Regions from separate parts of the Mus musculus genome. Here all the other regions are linked to region 1. A link is a contact called in public Micro-C and promoter capture Hi-C data. All regions are on one chromosome and are shown on one strand. The core of a region is the stretch at or near the end of the contact, and the rest is flanking DNA. Distances in the headings are between cores, read along the strand shown.

Evidence for each region. Promoter capture Hi-C pulls out the DNA fragments that hold promoters and counts their contacts. Hi-C and Micro-C count contacts between places; a contact is called where the count stands out from the background.
Region 2: a Micro-C map of embryonic stem cells shows a contact between it and region 1, with 2.7 times the contacts expected there. The contact joins the enhancer-like site here to the promoter of Tmem128 in region 1. A contact is called at or near these places in 2 of 39 promoter capture datasets (the 3T3-L1 cell line and embryonic stem cells), 1 of 484 Hi-C or Micro-C datasets (embryonic stem cells) and 1 of 9 other capture datasets (embryonic stem cells).
Region 3: a contact with region 1 is called in a promoter capture Hi-C map of neural stem cells. The contact joins the enhancer-like site here to the promoter of Tmem128 in region 1. A contact is called at or near these places in 21 of 39 promoter capture datasets (the 3T3-L1 cell line, the C10 cell line, the HPC-7 cell line and 12 more), 1 of 15 datasets of contacts at CTCF or cohesin (the NIH/3T3 cell line), 3 of 484 Hi-C or Micro-C datasets (CD4 T cells, Th1 cells and nephron progenitors), 5 of 115 datasets of contacts at active chromatin or transcription factors (bone marrow-derived macrophages, embryonic forebrain, embryonic stem cells and 1 more) and 3 of 9 other capture datasets (adipose tissue, embryonic stem cells and liver).

Annotation. Positions count from the first base shown.
Region 1 is chr5:38,258,366-38,262,423 of GRCm38.p6, reverse strand. Tmem128 (transmembrane protein 128) reads right to left here and starts at 2,239. Exons shown (of 5, transcript NM_025480.4): 1 at 1,932-2,239; 2 at 286-427. The coding sequence starts at 2,022.
Region 2 is chr5:38,750,989-38,755,046 of GRCm38.p6, reverse strand. It overlaps Clnk (cytokine-dependent hematopoietic cell linker), which reads left to right. Exons shown (of 19, transcript NM_013748.3): 9 at 2,255-2,280; 10 at 3,201-3,220. Among named protein-coding and RNA genes, the nearest start is that of Gm22779, 53 kb to the right of the region's middle. Within about 2 kb of position 2,111, at least 5 of the 459 cell types and tissues checked have an H3K27ac peak or open chromatin away from gene starts, as enhancers often do. A contact at or near this core is called in embryonic stem cells, where this site is marked.
Region 3 is chr5:38,548,206-38,552,263 of GRCm38.p6, reverse strand. It overlaps Wdr1 (WD repeat domain 1), which reads left to right. Exons shown (of 15, transcript NM_011715.3): 3 at 797-887. Among named protein-coding and RNA genes, the nearest start is that of Gm22249, 3.8 kb to the right of the region's middle. Within about 2 kb of position 2,388, at least 43 of the 459 cell types and tissues checked have an H3K27ac peak or open chromatin away from gene starts, as enhancers often do. A contact at or near this core is called in neural stem cells, where this site is marked.

The sequences.
Region 1 (4,058 bases), core at 990-3,489:
AGCAAGCACTTTACCAAATAAATCATCTCACGATCTCTTAACTGTTTAGTGAATTCAACTGACAAACTATAACACGCAAAACATGAAGCAACTGGGTTTGTTTTTTTTTGTTTGGGTTTTTTTTTTTTTTTTTTTTTGTTCTTTCTTTTTTTCATCTCACTAATATAGGCTGTCCTGGAACTCAATGTGTAGCTTTAAACTCAAGAGATCCACCTGCCTCTGTTTCCCAAGTTCTGGAATTAAGATCATTGTGTCACTATGCCTGGAGAAACAACATTTTCTTACCTATTGGTGTGAAAATTTTCTTTAAAGGTTTTAAAGAAGTCAACATAATAGGTCACAACGATGGATGCCAAAATCCAGAATCCAGAATGAATGTTAAGTCTTGGAAGAGGTCGCTCCTTTTTCTCAACAGCTGTGGGTGTTTCTATAAAATAGGGGAGATTTTGAGTTATGAACTCGCCCAGTTTTTTACACCAGATGAAGTCATCTCCTAGAACTTTCCAGTAACCAGAATCCCTCCCACTAAGGTGGGAGCTCCTTCTGTCAGAGCATCAGGATACGTGTATATATAGGGGCAGAGGCGTCACCCAGTGGTAGAATATATCTTGAGTATGCATGAAGTCTTGAGTTCTATGCCAAGAACCTACCAAACAAATAACAAAAATGGTAGATTTACATTTGCTGAAATAGTTAATAGGTACTCACTAGAAAATATGCTCAATATTACTGGTTATTGCTGAAAAATGAATCTTGGAATCGCATTTCATAATCTTCTAGCTACAGCAATGCCATCCAGAAGTATGGTATAGCACACACTTTATTTCACATTTCCTCTAGGGAAGTAATTAATTATGTTAACTAAGTAAAATGTCAAAAGCAGGGGAATGAGAGGGTTCAGCAGGTAACATGGTTGCTGCACAAACATGAGAACCTGAGTTCATCCCCAGCATCCACAGAGACAGGTGGATCCAGGGGCCAAGGGACATCTAGTCTCAAAAAAAATGTGGAGACCAAAAGAGCAAGATGCGCAATCTCTGGCCTCCAAAAGCACGTGTACCAATTAATGAGTGCGCATACACTAATAAAAGGAAAACGCCAAATACAATAAAATTTATACCAAAATATTTTAAACAGACATCAGCTTTTGGGGTAGCTCCAACATGGAGTAACACACCAGAGCTGTAGCCCCGGAAGACAGCATAGACTGCACAGTTGACAGGCGAGTCACTGCTCTCCCTGCAAACAAAATGAAGGGATTCCGACATGCCATCTCTGTATGAGGACTACTGGTTTCCAAGTGAGGTCTCTAGACTATCAGTCTGTAGAGAGGTTACTACTAACACAAATTCTTGAAGATATTCTCAAAATGCACACAAACTGCCAGTGTTTATTTTGAAAAGCTAACAAATAAAGTTCTTACAATATCCAGGTCAAACAGCTCTAAAATAAAGTGTATCTCATCCTTACCGTTCTCTAGCCTATAGGAAGCTAGCATGATTCGTTCCTATGAAATTGCTTTTTATTCTGTGCATCTACAGGCAAAAACACATAATGGAGTGTAGTTCGTACCCAAATGGTGACATGTCATAAATATTGTTCTGAGATACCTTCTGAAAACGGCCCACAGGGATACAGAAAAGTCTATCTGATGTCCAGGCAGAGATACATCTAATCCAAACTGATTTTTGCTAGCTTTCTGCTGACAGGCAGCTAAGTACATACATCCGTACCGTATTACATTGGGGCAAAGCTGAAGTGGTCGGTTTTGGTTTTAGTTTTAAAGGGGGTTTCCAAGCCGGCATTAAGTCGACTCTCCACGGAATGCGGAAATACGGCTCAGGGGAGGATGGGATGGTTGAAAGACCTGTCAGGACCCTGGACACCGACTCGCGGCCCCACTCTGGGCCCCAGAGTCTGGGGAGCCTCACCCGGCTTGGCCTCGTCCTCGCAGTCCAGCTCTACTTCGGAAGGAAACAGGTAACGCCGCCGTAGCTGCTCCCGAGCCCACGGAGCGTCCATCTTGGCGCCCGCCAGTGCGACGGAAGTGACCGCACGCAGCACTTCCGGCGCCAGGTCCAAGGGCGGAATCTCCGGACGCTCGGAATAAAACTGTATTACCTTGGCGGTTTTAGTGGGCGAAGAAACCGCACTAAATCACCAAGAAGCACTTGAACTTTAAAATACGGATCTCTGGTCTCAGGAGCAGTGGGTCCCTGTATTATTACTATCTATGGAAGCTCTAAAGGACCAAGGTTAGCGTTGCCTCTGGCTGCGCGGTCCTGAGAACATCCAGTTTCCAGCGCCTAAACGTAGAAAATAACCTTCTATCCAAGGCTAAACTTCCAAGCCCCAGTCTCCCGGTTACTCCAGCTCTGTAGGGGTTCCACCGCTAGTCTGGGATGAGTTGTAGGCAGTCCCAGGGACAGCAAAGAACCGCCAGATTAGGGGGAAACGACCTCTGAGATTAAAAGAAATTGCACTCCCCCAACATCCCTGTCAGTTTACCAGAAAGCAGGAAAGTGACAGGGTTCATATTCAGCATTCTGAGCCCCAATAATGAGCTGTTCTTCCTCATTTTTATTTATTTATTTATTTATTTATTTTTGGTTTTTCGAGACAGGGTTTCTCTGTATAGTCCTGGCTGTCCTGGAACTCACTTTGTAGACCAGGCTGGCCTCGAACTCAGAAATCCACCTGCCTCTGCCTCCCGAGTGCTGGGATTAAAGGCGTGAGCCACCATACCCGGCTTGTTTTTCCTCACTTTTAAGGTTGTTCAGAAGTATAACTCTGAGGCAGATGATACTGCCTCAAGGTCCTCAATTTTTCACTTTCATAGCTTGGATGAGTGAAAGAGCATGCAATCTGACTAACTCTGCAGGAAACTCCCTCCCAGATGTGATGACACCTTTTGCCTCCAGAGTCTGCATTCCTCTTATAAACTGCAGCTTTCCCCAGTTTCTGGGAATTCATTTTGGAAGCAATTCCCCCTTGTTCCAATTTGCTGTAAATAAGGTTTTTGTTTGTTTGTTGTTGTTGTTGTTGTTGTTTGTTTTGATTTGTTTTATTTTTCTGTGATCACTACTTTGGTATTCTGTTCATTTTGTCTCTGGTAATACTTACAGGTTGCATGGCTTTGGGCAAGGAAGGAACCCAAGACTATTTGCTTTTCTGCCTAATAGACATTATATCCATCTCTATATCTGGTTTGTTGGGCTTGAGGGAAAACCAATGGTTTAGGGATCCTGTGAGCCCTCTTCTCTCGGCTTGTGAAAAATAGCCCTCTCTGGACTGTGGGAACCAGCCTTCTTTTCCAGCCAATTGTTCCCACCACCCAGTGCCCATAATCTGCATTTCACTGGATCACAACTTATTCTTCTATCAAGAGTCCTATTGTTTATTCTCCTACTCTTTCCCTAGTGAGTCATGAGCTGAGAAAGTTTGTGCTTAACCAGTCAAGCGTGTATTGCACCTGCTATTCACTATGAACTGCCATGCCTGAGGCCGGACAATGGAGACAAGATGAGTAAGAACTGACCCTGCTCTTGAAGTGCTCCTGGTTCAAACCTGACCTCAGATATAGAAGAGAAGACAGTGCTGCTTGAAATGTCGAGGCGTGTTTCATTAATTCGAGCAGAGCAACATTTTCTGACTAGCTACTTAGAGTAAATGCTGAGGACGAGGTAGGGATGTAATGGCGGAGATAATGTCAGTCTGGTGCCATAATGGAAATCTGCCTGTGGGATGTGGGGAGTATGGAAGAGAACTGGTGTGTTCTGCCAGGGGATGTAAGGAAGGCAGAGAGGTGGGCTGAATACAGCATCACATCCCGGCAGGAAAATCTGAGCGCTCTTCCATATGGTGTGGGGGCTGATGAAGAAATAGGAAAGGGGTTGAGTTTCTCTGAATTTGTTTCTGTTGTTACTTTAGCTTTCCTGCATCCCTTGAGGCAAAGAGTAATGGCTGAGCAGCTCGGATGGCCTTTCTAAACAATAACTCCCTTTTCCTGGTTTCCTTTTCTTTCCAGGATCCTAAAGAACCAGATTCAGCTCTTCTCT
Region 2 (4,058 bases), core at 862-3,361, 490 kb before region 1:
TCGGAAAAGTAACCAAAATTCCCCCCCCCCCCGGCCTCCTATTGCACAGTAGAACCTAAGTGTGCACCAAAAGTTGTGCCTCAAAGTTTTTAAAAATTAGTAATGTTTTAATAAACAACAAAGCAGTATATAAGATAAAACAAAAATGATCACATTGAAGTTGGACAAAACAAACCAACAGAAGGAAAAGAGCTTCAAGAGAACACACAAGAAACAGAGACCCATCCGTTCACACACTCGGGAGCCCCCATGAAAATACTAAACTGAAAGCTATGATATATACTCAGAGGACCCGGTGCAGCCCATGGAGGCTCTGTGCCTGCTGCTGCTTATTAAACAAGGCCCCCCTGCTGGAAAATAAAGAACCTTGCAGGATTTTAGCTGAATTGTCTCAAGAGCTGATAGCCATGCGATGAGTTCCTTCACCTGTGTGATTCAGTGTGCTTACCCTTAAGGTCACCCAGACCATTTGCCTTGTGGGATGTTGATGGATAAACCAGCAGTGTGGAGCAGCCCCTAGCACTGGGTACTTGCGGGCATACCTGCTTGCTGTAGCTGACAGGGTGTAGGGGTGCCCAGGCCTTTGGTTTTTCTATGCAACACACGGCAAAGAAATTTCATTGTTTTGAACTGCACAGGAAATCCATGTCCAACCTGAGGCTCGTGGCTTGTGAGTGCAGACGTACATTTATGTCGCATGACACTGCAACATAGCAAGCTACCCTGTACCACAAGCAGCCCGAGGCCACGCGCTGGACACCTGTGGTTTGTTGCTGTTGTTCATAGAATTACTACTAAAATTTTACGAGAGTGGCAAGAATACTAAACAATGCCTGAGAAAGCCCAGAATTCTAATAGAGACACAGAATAGACACACGTGGCATCAGGAAGGTCTACCATGCTTACTATGAAAGCTTCCTAGAATGAGGAAGGATGCTTTAAGTATGAGCTCCCCATCTAAAGTGACATCACAAGGTGCAGGGCAGTGCCTGCTGTTGGCAAGAACTCATGCTGGCATAGTCATCTGGGCATAGTGTTTCAGTATACAGTATAGTATTTCCTCTAAAACGTAAAATCAGATCCTGCAACCCAAGAATACAACCTGTCGTATCCATCCAAGGCATTGTTAGGATCTTGAAGAGCCATGTCCACTCCATCTCCCTACAGCATTATCCATAAAGCAAACCATGGAAGCAATCTGTCTGTCCTGCCTGGGTAAAAAGACAGTATACATCTATACAATGGAGTTTTACTCAGTCCCACAAGGGAGGGAAGCCTACCATTTGTGACTACATATATGGGTCTGGAGACAATACACTGGGTGAGACAAAGACACAGACAGATGCAATGCTGCACGCAGTCACATAGATAAACGTGAAACTGCATAGCTCATAGTAGCAGGAAGTGCAAGGTGGTTTCCAAGAGTAAGGATGAGGGATAGTGAGAGGGTGATGTTCGTGGGTCCTTAAGAGTCACACCACTCACAGTGATCTGCTTCTGTTTCTCTAGCTTGTGGAATGTTTAATTTCCCCGCATCTTAAATGCTTCATTCTGATAGGGTGGGTGGGAATGCAATAGATCCCTACACTAAAGGGTTCAGCATCATGCCTGGCAACTGATCAGATCCCAATAAGTATCATTAAGAGTGCCGTCAATCTTACTGAATATAGGAGTGGTTTCTATAGAAGCATATGTAAGCATTGAAAGGAAAAGAATTGGCTCACAACCCCCAAGACCAAGTTCTCAGCACTTAGGACATTTATTTGGCCCAAAGGGACAGAGGCCAGGGAATAAGAGACAAAGACAGAAAAAAAGAGGATAAGAAAGAAGCAGAAGGAAACAAGCAAGAGGGAGGAGGGGTATTTGTCACTGGGAGACAGAGGACAGAGAGGAGGCAAATGTGGCACATAGAAAAATAACAGTTTATAAAGGTAAAATGGCAAACACTGTTATGATGTGTTTAATTTTAATTGGGCATGTTAACTGGGTGAGCCAGAGGGGGCTCTGATAGCTAGACCTTGGTAGTCCGCCTCAGGAGGAGGAAGTGAACAGGGAAGGGAAAGCACCCTGGTGGCTAGCTTTAGGAATGTAATCTAATGGGTTTTAGCAAGACAAAGGGAAAGGAGAGAAGGGCAAGACCTGCCAGAGACCAGCTCTCCACCGCGCTTGAGCTGTCCAGAGTCCTTTCCAGAGTATTTGATGACATTTTCCAGTTTTCCACCGGGCTCATGGTCTTCTCTGTCTTATGTTTTAGGATTCAAATACACAAAAATAAACAAGGTAAGTGAAAAATATTAAAATGTACTTGTTACTCTTCAAAGGCGCAGACATACAGACACAGCAAGATGCAGCTTAAATGTCACTGGGAAACCGTGTTCTGGGATTTCAATCATTTTTTCCTTTTCATTGGTAAATCAAAACATTCTGGGGTTGGGGATTTAGCTCAGTGGTAGAGTGCTTGCCTGGCAAGCATAAGTCCTCGCTCCTTCGTCCTCCGTCCTCTGGTCCTAAACAAAAGAATAAGAGGAGGAGGGGAGGAGGAGAAGAAGAAGAAGGAAGAGGAGGAGGAAGAGGAGGAGGAGGGAGAAGAGAAAAGAGAGAAGGGAGAAGGGAGGGGGGAGAGGGGGAAGAAGGAAGTGGGAAGTGGGAAGAAGGAAGGGGGAAGAAGGAAAGGGGAAGAAGGAAGTGGGAAGAAGGAAGGGGGAAGAAAGAAAAGGAGAAAGAAGGGGGAAGAAAGATAAGAAGGGGGAAGAAGAAGGGGGAAGAAAGAAGGGAGAATTTGGGGGAAGAAAGAAGGGAGAAGAAGAAGAAGAAGAAGAAGAAGAAGAAGAAGAAGAAGAAGAAGAAGAAGAAGAAGAGGAGGAGGAGGAGGAGGAGGAGGAGGAGGAGGAGGAGGAGGAGGAGGAGGAGGAGGAGGAGAGGGGAGGGGAAGGGAGGGGAGGGGAGGGGGAGGGGAGGGGAGGGAAGGGGAGGGGAGGGGAGAAGAGAGGAGGAGGAGGGAGGGCAGAGGAGGGGAGGGGAGGGGAGGGGAGAACAGAGGAGGGGAGGGGAGGGGAGGGGAGGGGAGGGGAGGGGAGGGGAGGGGAGGGGAGGGGAGGGGAGGGGAGGGGAGGGGAGGGGAGGGGGAGGAGGAAAATTTTAATCAGTGGTCCTGCCCAAAAAATAGTGAATTTAACTCCTGGTTCTGTTTCCTTTCACAGACTCCTTTGCCACCTCCTCGGTAAGACATTAAAAATCACATTTGTGGGACTGGAGCAATGGTTCAGAGATTAAGAGCACTAGCTACTCTTTCAGAGGAACCAGGTTTGATCCCCAGCACCCACATGGTAGCTCAGTCCCAGGGGCTCTGAGGCCTCCACAGACACAGCACACACGTGACACACTGACAACACACAACCAAAGCACTCATACATATGAAATCGATTTTTATGAATTTAATCATTTTGTTTTGCTGTTAATTTAAATGATTTGTACCAGCTCCTGAAACAGAGAAGCACAGGCATTTGGCCTTGGAAGCTCTGTGAACAAGATCCAGCAAGCCTCCATCCATTCACATCGTCAGACAGTCCTTCCGTGGTCAGCAAAACTCCCTCCATTCATCTTCCTTTCTTAGTACACACATTTGGCGCAAATAACTTCCATTTTTTACATTTGCTTATTTATGGTGGGTAGTGTGCACCTACCACAGTGTGCTTGGGAGGCCAGAGGATAACGTACGGGAGTTGATCCTCTATTTCTACTAGTTGGAGCCTCGGGATAAAACTCAGGTCTTCAGCCTTGACAGCAAGTACCTTTCCCTGCTGAGCCATTTCACCAGCCCAAGACCAAGCTGGCCAAACATGCATCAGGCATATAGTGTTATACAATGTTAGTAAATGCCTAACAGTAACCTAGAACCTTCTGATTACCATGAAGGTACCCATTTCTGTAGAAGTGTCTCTACACTGACTGCTCTTTCTTCCCAGACTCTTCCTCCCTAAATACCAACATGATATGCTCTTCTTTTTTTTCCAAAACCCAGACAGAGCATCTTGCAGGTACACCTAGCTGCCCAGCCT
Region 3 (4,058 bases), core at 1,139-3,638, 290 kb before region 1:
CACAGCAGGAATCAGGCTAGACAGCCTCATCTTCATTGCTTCAGAAAGCAAGCTTAACTGAGAAGAGACTGAGAAACATCTCTGGCTGTGCTGAGGGGCTGCTGCAGGGATGTGCCGGACTTGTGAGAGAGCATTGGGAATGAGTGATCAGGGATCTGCTTTATAAACTACACATCTGAAACCTCACTGCCAAGGAGTAGAGGTTTCCAGCCCCACTTCTGCCCCTGTGCTTTCCTCAAAGGCCATATATTATGGGAAGTACAAGGAATCTTCCTTTTTTCCCAAGCCCAAGTTTCTGACAGAAGGTCCCCAGCTTCATTCCTGTTCTGCTCCTGAACTTCAGAGCCAGGAACTATCTTGTGACAGACCCAAGGGGGACTTGAGGAGGATTGGCAATGCTCAGGGGGATGGCTAGGGAACTGGACATAATAGACTGTATGAATTCATTGTCAGCTGACTGCTGCCCACATAGGAGAACCACACAGTTCTTTAATTAGATGTTTGTGCGATAGTCCTCAAATATATATGTATGTACACACACACACTCACGCACGCACACACACACGCATATTGAGAGAAGTATAAAAAAATCTAGCAAAAAGTTACCTCAGATTCTGTTACCTTAAGAGGCCAAATGAGCATCAGTGGATGGCCAGGTAGGCATTTTTTAGGACTTTGGCCATGGTTGTCGGATGTTAAACCTCATGTATCCTTGTCCTGGTCTTGGGTTGGGGAGTTAGCCATAGTTGGTGCCTATACATTCCTTCTATTCAGCCTCTACTTTTCTCCCCTGCAGAACCCTGCTATTGCTGATATCTACACAGAACATGCCCATCAAGTGGTAGTAGCCAAGTATGCACCCAGCGGATTCTACATTGCTTCTGGAGGTAACTATGAGTACCATTCCTGGACACGTGTGGCCCTGATGGCACCTGCTTGACCAGAGAATTGGGAATTGGGTGGGGCCTGGTTAAGAGTATGAAGAACAATACTGATTGGCTTTAGTTAAAGTGGCAGGAAAGCATGAGCGGTGGCTATTTTGTGTCAATGTACTGGCTATTCCCTTCCAGCCAACTTTGCCACCAGTGTTGGCATTATTTGTGAGAGTTGGCCTTTATGCCCTCTAGCCTGGGCCCCTGTGTGGCTCAGTAGGTGACTGTGGCAGATGGGACAGACAGACATTTGCATTTGTGGTGGTTCTTAGCTCTAAGAAGTAGAATTTAACCATTTACAGATGAGAAGCAGAGAGGGTAGAGTGACTATGCATCTTGCATCTCATTCATTTATTCACTCGAGTCATTCATTCAGTTTTTCATTCAGATATCCAATACATAATTAATAGCCTGCTTGCTTATCTTTGTTTCTAGGACAGGGAGGGAATTGAGTGAGCAGTGGCTGGGCCTGAGAGCCCAGACTCTTAGCGATGACCAGGATTTTTAAGTGCTGTGGCACCTTTGTCTGCACTGCCCTCACTCCCTCAGGCAGTGTGTCTGATATGGCAGGCTGTAGGTCTGGGAGGGCCCCCAGCCTGTGCCTTACTGCTGATACATTCCTTCCTTACATCCTTGTACCTTTAGTTCATCCTGTGAACGGGGGTTGTAGATAACTCCCTCATGGGTTAAGGATCCAAAGGTGATGTGTGTTTGGTGCTTAGTACAAGGTCTGCTAGGGTTCATCATGGCAGCTATCAGTGAAGCTAGGGTGCACTTAAGAAAAGGGCCCTGCAGAGCCCTTTACTACTAGCATTGTAGTGAAGGGCTGGGCTGGGCTGGGCTGGAGTCCAACACACCCTAGGCACTTACTGGGTTTATGTTTAGATACATTGACTCTGTAAAACTAACTGGGATCCATGATTTGTTGTAACCTTGTAGGTTGGTTTGTTATTTTAGGGTTTTTCCCCCCTTGGCCCTGCTTGCCAACAAAATGTCTCTTCATTTAAGCCTCAGGATTTAGCTGGAATGCCTTTTAAAATTATGTTTAACACTGAGCTGAGTTCTCTGAGAAATCTGTTAAGAGAGGAGGGTTGCTGGTGAGGGCAGCCACTCAGCTTGGCATAGCTCTTGCTTTGCCATCCCTATCTGAGTGCCTGTGGACCTAGACCTGACCTCACTGTTCCCATGGGGCTGTTGGACAAGACAGAAATCCGATGGCCTTCTGATTGAATGCAGACTCTATGGATTCAACAAAGGACAGTCCATGAAAAGGGGACATTGGTATGGTTTTGATGTTCTTTTAACAGCCCTGGTTTGCTGGCAGATTGCAGGAAGCTTGTGGGGGGGATCACATTTCCACATTTCCAGTGTACTTTGAGGAGAGCAGAGTAATTGTTAGGGGTAACAGTGGGACATTTGCTGTGCACATTGCAGGCCCTGAGCTAAAAATAGTGTTTTGTGTTTGAAGGAAGGGAGGGGATGGGAAAGCTTAGGAAAAGCTGTGCTGGCATGGTAGGTCAGCTGCTAACGGGTGTGTCCAAAGACTTGGAGCCTAGTACCCTGAAGCCTATATCTCCCTCCTAGCCAGGGCCTCCGTTGCTTTGCAATCTGTAGATGCTGTCAGTCCAGCTGTCCAGCAGCTGCTAGAGGATCCTAACAATGTGATAGATCTGTCCCTGGAGCCCAAGCCTCTGGGAAGGCCCTCTGATCACATCACAAGACATTTTGGGGGCAGTCTCACTTTTCTTCACTCTGGACAGTGATTTCTAGCAGCCTACAGGATGTAGGAGAGGCCCCAAGTCAGGGTGCCTGATTTGGCGTAATGCCCAGGGCAGGCTTCCTAAAGGGAGCCTCCAGATGAAAACTGGAAGCTGCACGACAGGGCCGAGGTCTCCTTGGGTATGAATAAAAGCCACTCCACTCACGCTTTCCTCCTCCCTCTTCAAGCCCCATGGCGTTTGACTAGGACTCTGTGCTCCTACACCCCATGTGTCAGGTCGAGGGATAATGCAGACTCAGAAGAATGGCCACTCAGTTGGCTCTGTTCTCAGTCCAAGTGTGACCATGAGTTTGCCTAGAAGCCCATCCCTAATGTCACATTGCACTCACTGGGCAGTTTTCTTCCTGGTGCTGTACAAACCAACAGGTCATTGAAAATGGTTCTCAATTATTTGGTCTCTTTGGGTAGCTACTCTGTCTTGAGCACCTAGTGTGGCATGTGACCTCCAACTTGTGTTTGACTATTGGGGGTTTACCCTGATAAGTTGAGGCCTTGTATTAATCTCCAGGCTCCTCCTATCTCTTTCCTGTTTCCTGCTTCTGAAAAGAGTGAACTGAGGCATGAGGAAGAGGCCTGCTGATCTGGTGGCAGAGGTTGTATGTAAATGGCTGGATACCAGTTGAGGGATGGAGGGAGAACTACATGAGGGGTAGCAGCTGGTCCATCAACCCAGGGTTAGAAAGCTGACTCCTACACTGCCTTAGAGGGAGAGACACCTTTCATCCCATCCTTATTGTCTTGCCCAGGGGACAGTGTGGGCCCTGTTAGGGAGGAACCTTGTCATGAGTGCTTGAGTTAGCGTGCATGTATACAGAGGTATGTGTCTGTCATTTTTATTCATGAGTGCATGTACATACATGTGTGTATAGAGTGCCTATGTATATGTAGGCTGCTTCTGAATATTTGGGGGTGGGGGAGGTTGGAGTGGTCACGATGCCCTTTCTGTGTATGCACAGCTCCTCATACTGCTCGCTTCGCACTTTCCTTTCTGGCCTGTGGGTTCAGTGACTAACCAGGTCTCCATTTCTTTCTGGAACACGCCTCAGCACTGCTGTCTTCCTGGACATCACCCACAGATGACTGGGGGAGGCCTTCTGGCGTACCACCACCCAGCTTGTGATTGCTCCTGGAGACCGATGCTCCCTCTTACATGCTCCTCAGCCACAGCGCGCCAAGTCTGGTCAATCTCCTGCTTCTAGACCAGCAGTTCTCAACCGAGGGCTCACCTGAGACCACTAGAAAACACAGATATTTACCTTTCCATTCACAACAATAGCAAAATTAAATAGCTATGAAGTAGCAACAAAATCATTTTATGGCTGGGGGTCACCACACCATGAGGAACT